Regions from separate parts of the Oryzias latipes genome. Here region 1 is linked to region 2. The links are chromatin contacts, called in public Hi-C maps. All regions are on one chromosome and are shown on one strand. The core of a region is the stretch at or near the end of the contact, and the rest is flanking DNA. Distances in the headings are between cores, read along the strand shown. Region 1 holds the start of LOC101166288 (vesicular glutamate transporter 2.1). Region 2 holds the start of bdnf (brain-derived neurotrophic factor).

The links. A called contact is a pair of places that touch in the nucleus more often than the background predicts.
Region 1: a Hi-C map of gastrula embryo shows a contact between it and region 2, with 2.5 times the contacts expected there. The contact joins the promoter of LOC101166288 here to the promoter of bdnf in region 2. A contact is called at or near these places in 5 of 5 Hi-C or Micro-C datasets (embryo, fibroblasts and gastrula embryo).

What each region holds. Positions count from the first base shown.
Region 1 is chr3:18,249,547-18,253,110 of ASM223467v1, reverse strand. LOC101166288 (vesicular glutamate transporter 2.1) reads left to right here and starts at 1,846. Exons shown (of 12, transcript XM_004067032.2): 1 at 1,846-2,749. The coding sequence starts at 2,676.
Region 2 is chr3:17,918,854-17,922,414 of ASM223467v1, reverse strand. bdnf (brain-derived neurotrophic factor) reads left to right here and starts at 1,485. Exons shown (of 2, transcript XM_020713401.2): 1 at 1,485-2,086. The coding sequence starts at 2,072.

The DNA of each region.
Region 1 (3,564 bases), core at 597-3,096, 330 kb before region 2:
CCCTCTGGGTCTCCCTGTGCCAGTCCCCAGCCCAGAGAAAATACAGGGTTGTGTCAGGAAGGGCATCCAGCGTAAAACTCTGCCAAACCACCTATCCGGATCTGTAAAAGCAGATTCGCTGTGGCGAGCCCTGAAGGGATAGGCCTAAAGATGAACAACAGCATGCAGCATCATGGAAGTCGTGGTGCAGCATTTTTATGTTTGTCCAGGCATTGTTTAATGTTTAAATTTCTGAGTCTTTATAGGCTAAAAATAATTTGGTTTTCTGTTTTTAGAAATGTCTTGCGAAATAAATCGATGTTAATGTATGAGTAGTTTGTCAAATGATGAGGGGGCGATATTCCACCCATCTTCTATGGTTGCTTAATCCTGTGCAGGGCTTTCTTGCAGTGAGGCGACAGTGCTAACCACCATCCCACCATGCAGTATTATGAGATGACACTGTTGTAGATCTAAAAAAACAATGTGGGACTAGGTTGGACATTATTTCAATCCTGGGAACAGGTCTGGAAGTGGTACAAATATATATTCATTTGCATAGCTCCTGTGAATGCACTGATGAAGGGTTAAAACATTTTGTGAACTTAGGTCCTTGTATGTTTGCAGAAAAATTGTCTTGACATTTGTGTGAAAAGTTTAGTTTGCAGAAATCTATTGAAAAATCAATATTAAAATGAGTGAAACAAAATGATAAAAACTGCTTGTTTTGCGTTCGGGATTGGGAGGAAACAGCTGAAATTGCATGAGGTGCACTAAATATTTGAAAGAGCTGCACAGCTTTGCGTAGATAAACAACAGAGGTTAAATCCCTTGCTTTTAAAAATATAGTCTGTAATCACACTAGAATGCTCGGGTCATTTTAATTTTAAAAAAGGCATTTACAACAATTTAATTTCTTTTAAATAATGATTAATTTACCATTCAACTGATGTTTTAAAAACATACACAAGATCAATATTATAATTTATGTGGCTCTAAAAGAAAAACAAAGCAGCCCCTGTCCTTTTATTTTAAACATCAAGTCAGTCAGATGGTTTAACTTTAAAATTCTGATGTTACACAGTTTTTCCTGTCTTTTTGGTGTCACTTCAGGATATCTAGCATATTTTTTCAATTGTATACGATTAAAAATTAAAAGATTTTACTTTTTAGTGATGCAAAAGTCTCTTTATTTATCTCTTTCAACACCACTATGACTAGATCTCTTCTCTTAACAAACTTCCCATCGATGTGATGGTCACTACTTTAAACTGACAGTAAAATATAGTCTTGGTTTTCAAAGGCTTTCCTTTATAAACGTAGTTATGAACCATCATTAGGAGACTGTTAAAAATCTAAACATTAATATAAAAATAGTGCTTCTCAAACGTTATTTACAAAAGTAGATTAATGACAGTAAATTGGAAAAAGTAGATCAAAACTAAATCTTTTTCACAGAAGTCAGTGGATCTTCCACTTTGGCCGCCAGGTGGTGCCCGAGTCCCACGAATGATAAGGAAAGCTTCAAGAGCACAGTTTCATTTTCTTCCTACAGTTTTGCAGGAATTCATGTTGACATCTTTTTGTTATTATTATTATTATTATTATTATTATTTCGATTGGAGCATTTTTTGTTCATGTTTTTGTAGTAAAAAAAACGCTTGTTTGCTTTTTTATTTTTCCTTTTTCATAATCATGATTTTCAAGGAAGACATGTTCAATAAAGTGGAAAAAATAGCTGATGCGCTTAAATTATTGATGGCTTCCAGTGTTGCTGGAAGGAGTAGGAAAGGAAGGGGATGGGAGTGTATGTGTGTGTGTGTGTGTGGGTGGGAGGGGGGGTCCACTTATTTGGTTTCCATAGCACCGCCCTCCAGAGAGCTACAGCTTTCTTCTTTCAGCCCCTGATTGATTCATTTTTTGTAATCTTTATTATACATAATACTAAGATTATTATTTCTTTGTTTTAAGCTGGGTGTTCAAGCAAAAATATGTTTTGTTGAAAGCGTTGTTTTCACGTGGATTTAGCTGCAAACTAAAGATTTTCTTATCTGGTATTATGTAGATCTTTCAACCCAATATTTTTTGAATGTGGTCTCGCGCGCTTGAACTGGGTCCTGCGTGCTCTCAGCAGCTGGACAGATGTTGGTCGCGGCGCTGCTGTCGCTGACCTCGGTGCTGAACGACGTCAGATCAACCTGCGCTCACCACAGGAGACACGAGACAGCCTCACTCCCACTTTGATTTATTCAAGCTACTTCAAACAGAACCTTTACATCCAAATCCGTGACTTCATTGTTTTGACTTTTTTTTTAAATTAATTTCTCCTTTAGTGGTGCTGAGGCTCCCTTTGTGTTTTGGTTTCCAGCTCTGACAGAGTAGACGCTCGCTGTTTCCGTCGTCATGGCACTTGCTGGCGCGGTTACTTTACGCCAGGCGGCAGATGAGCTGGATGAAGGCGCGCACCTCGATTGATTCACCTTTTCTTGTGAGAAGGTGTTTGTGCTTTTTTTTCGGCGGTGAAAATCGTCCTCCTGCGGCTGGATCGCTGCCTCGCTGGGCTGCATTGGTTTTCTAAGTTGGTGTGTTGCTTTGGATAGTCGCTGCAGTCGGCCATCCTGCGCTGTAACATGACGCTGAGGCAGTAAAATAGAGATATACGTTTAGAAAAACAGGCCACCACACAGAAACTGGATATGGAATCCATGAAGACTAAAGCCACGGCGGGGGTCAAGGAATTCGCGGGGAAGACCCTGGGCCATTTGTACAGGTGAGGTACAGCATGATGTGTCCGTTTCTATTTATAAATGACTTATTCAATTCTTTATTTTTATACCGGAATATAGGCATAAGCAGCTCCTCAGGCCGCACAAAAACGTGTTTATAAAAAAAACCAACATGGGTTTGTAGTCACGCCTCTGACTAAGGACAAAATTATGCAATCAGGGGTGCGTGCGTGTGCGCGCGTGAGCAGCGTTTGCAGGGGTTTGCATGCCAACGGAGCCCGCGGTGCAGGGGCCTGAACACGAATCTTATTGGCAGGCAGGTTACACAGGAGGACGCGCGGGTCACGCACGGATTTTTGGGGGGGAATCCATTCACACTTTCTTTAGGTTTTGATGTTAGGACGCACGTGGCCTGCTGCGCCACGACCGACCTTCACGCCGTCTGGCATGTCAGGCTCAAACCACGACTTGCATCGTTTCAATTATGGCCTTGATTTGAGCCCCCTCCCCTCCCCCCATTTTTGATAACATGGTCTGTGGGCTTTATTTTTTTTTTAATTCACAATCTTTTTACGTACATATGGATTGATCTCATGTTTCCAGTATTTTTCTTATGTGTGTATTTCTGCATAAATTCGAGAGCTATGCTTTATTTTTATTATTTCAAATAAATGCCTATGCCATCTTTTTATGCAGGTTTTTGGTTGTTTTTTCTTTATTTCGTTAATCGTCCGAAAAATGCTGCAATTTTTGTTAAACTTTTCATTAAAAACATTTTTTTCTATCTAATTGATTTAAAAAAAAATCTTCATCGGATTACATTGACAAGTAAACACCTTCAAATTGAATAAAGGTGATT
Region 2 (3,561 bases), core at 236-2,735:
GCTCCAGCCCACATTTGTCCGCAAGGTTCAACAAGTTAGCAACACATTTTTGCCCAACCCACACGAACGCCTAAAAGTTCCCCAGGTGGGTTTAAAAGAGGTGAAGCACCTTGGCAGATCGTGGAGCTAAATGCCACGCAGTCACACGCCACTCAGGGGATGAAGGGATTGATCTGTGACCTCCAGCTCGGTATAAGATGTGATGGTGAAGAATGCGGGGGAGGGCATGGATAGTGGAAAAGAGACGAGCATGAGTCAGTAACCGAGTCTGCAAAAGGTGTGGGAGCAGAGGAAGTGTTAACAACATCACAAGTAGGAGCAAGTCAAGTTACCACGTCAGGAAGCAAGAAAGGGCCTGAGAGTAGGATGATGGTAGGAGCCCGAGACGTGATGGGACACATACATCTTGATCATTTAATCATGTGAAGCGAGTGAAGGGACTTGTTCATCCTCTTAATGCTGTCCACGCTGAGCTGGAATGTGTTACCTCTCCTCTTTGCGTGGCTGCCTTTTATTACCAGCCTGTAATGAGTAGCCCCCCTGTGTGAAAAGTCAACAAGTAGGGAGTTCAAGGATGATAAGCTACAGCATGTGTGACTCTGTCCAACACTTGTTGCCTTTAACTCTCACTCAACACCAAGAAAAACTTAGGATTACCATTTAAAAAAAACTAGATTTCTACTAATTTTATCAGATAATGCCATCTTGTGTCTTTTTGACAGAAATGTTAAACTTTTTACAAGTTTCTGCTTTGTTCTAATCCAGTCTGACAAATTAGTAATGTGTCATATTTGTATCAGTTGATTGAATCAATGCATGATGCACCACAGCCAAGGGGACCTCCACTTGGTGCCCCCAGAAACTTTTAGGGAGTTGAGAGAAGTCCTGATTGAAGACATCCTCACCTACAAGTTACAGCAAAAAAGAAGAAAAAACGCACCACCTGCTCTGCGTGATTTCTATAAAATATGACCAAAAAAGGAGCGGGGGGGGGGGGTCCACCAAAATGAGACGTTTCTCTGTAGAAAGTTTGGGATGTTGGAAAAGAGTCCGTCAAATATCACATATTACTCATGTTACTTAGTACATTTGGGGCTTCACTTGACAGCACAGCGCTTCGTCACTGCATAACAATCAGATGGCTGAGTGTTGGCAGTGCAAGTGATGGAATTTTACTGAAAACAGATTTCGCCTTTGAACTTCAAGATATTCCTGATCCAGAGAGTGTCACACCTGCCTTTCCACGCAGCTGTCGGTGTAAGTACGCCTCTTGAGGACGGGGATTAAATTTACCAATTTTTCATTTACATTTTTTTTTGGGAGGGAAATTCTGTGCCGGAGGGGTCAAACAAAAGTATTACGCAGCACTCCCTGCAGATTTGTCAATGTAAGTATGTATGAGAGGCAAACAACTCAACATTAGAGAAAGGGGTGGGGGAGTTGTTTTTTTTTTTTTTTTTTTTTTCTTTCTTTTGCGCAGCAACAAGTTCCTCTGGAAGTTGACATGCACACGCATGGTAGCCATGGATGTTTTTTTTTTCCCTGTGCCGCACTGTCCGCGTTCGAGAGCCACCTTCATGACAAGTTAGTGTGTGCGTAATCGGCCTGTGGCCCCCGCGCCAAGTAGGGAGTTTACGGTCTATAACGCAAACGCCCGAACGTGTCAGAAGTTTTATGTCCGTCACTGTGGATTTAAAAGATTTGAAGCAGCAACGGGGGAACAGTCAGAAGCTTCAACCCCTCCATAAACTTGTGCAGCAGTCCTTTGAATCACGTAAGACCCCTAATGGCGTTGTCCCGGCGAGGGTGTTACGTATATCTGCACGAGCTTTTCTGACATCCACAGCTTGTTGTTGTTTGTCTCAACTGAAGAGCCACCAAGGTGTTGCCTAAGAGAGTTTAAGCACGCCGATATTGCAAAGGGTTATTAGATTCATAAGTCAGCGAAGTGGTGGGCGATCTACTGTGCACAGCAGAAGTTCTCATATGATGACTTCAAACAAGACACATTACCTACCAGCATCTGTTGGAGTGAGTGGATATTAAGACACTTCTGTCTCCAGGACAGCATATGGGGGGGAAAATGGTAAGTAGCGATGAAAACTCGCAGCAGATCAGCAATGATTACAAGTAAAAGAGTCGTGCTCGCTGTTTAGTCTGGCAACGCATCGCTGGAAGGGTTGGACTCCTACTTGACAAACTCGAGAGCCGCGTCTGCTGAGGCTGGTGTTGACAAAGCTTGTGTGAGAGGGGAAAAAAATAATTAAACAACAGATTGTGTGGCATTTCTCTGCTCAGGATATGTCGTTTCATTGAGAGGGGTAAGGACATATTACACTGTGTCTGCGCGCAATGTGTGGCTGTATTGGAGGGCTGCGTGCTCGCATGTTTTATGCATGTATGTTATGATGATTTCTGTTTTATTATTATTATTTTTATTTTTATTTTTTTGCTTAAGCGCGTTGGTCACATTTTAGAATATAAGCCAATTACCCGTGACACTTGTCAAAAGCATGACAGCTCGGAGGAAGAACGGTGCGGAGTAGCAGCAGTTTGAATCTCCAGGCTTTCAAGCGAGCGTGCACTGCTGAACCGGCGTTTGTCGTTTTATCTGGAAGGAAATATCCGACCAATATTTGATCAAATATTAACAGGACAGCTTTGGCACGGGGTGGAAAACACACGTGACAATGGGAAGCAGTAATTCGAGGGGGGGGGGGGGGGGGTAAGACTCAAACAAAAGTAGAGACAGTGTCTTGGCCCCTCATAGTTCACCCTGGCTGTGTTATGCTTTCAGCACGTTGGACAGAGGCACAGGAGTCGTGCATGGACTAAAACGCCGCGTGGACGCCAACTCTCTCTCTTTTCCCAGCCCCCCCCCCCTTTTTTTGCCAAAACCTGGGATTGTTTTTCCAACTTTTGGTAAGCTTATTGTGACAGAGCCTTGGTCTTTCAACGGGAAATCAAACGGGATTTTAGAGAGGTGAAAGAAAAGGCGCAAAAAAAGAGAGGAGGGGAGAAAAGGAAAAGGCGCTTAAAAATAACTCGTTCTCCAAAGCATTTTTTTCTGAAATCCCTTTTTTTGTTCTAAAAAGCACAGAGAAAGTTGAAATGTTAGGGCGTCTGGTCTTTTGCACACCACATTCTCAGTACCTATAAGCCCCCCCACACTGCGTTAAACTTTGGGACATGCAAGTCTTGGTCGCGGAGATCTAACCACGCACATAGTGGTTGTCAGCCCCCTTATAAAGGTAAGAAAACAATTCATTGTTTTCCTGTCATTTCTGTCATTCTTTCGTCTTTACCCGCTTCTGAACTACAAGCACTGCGTTGTAATTGGGACCCGAAATTGCTCCAAAATTAGACCCGATCCAGGTGACAGATAAGCCTTTCAAATACTTATTTTTCATGTAAATGAAGTGTGGTGCCTGGACATTTAACGGAAAAGAGAAGCAGGGGAGAAGAAGAAGAAAACGAAGAAGAAGAAGGGGGAGAAAAAGCCCACATGCGTTTGTGTCGCTCGTTTGGAACGTGGATGCGTTTTCTCGGGGAGAAAAGGAG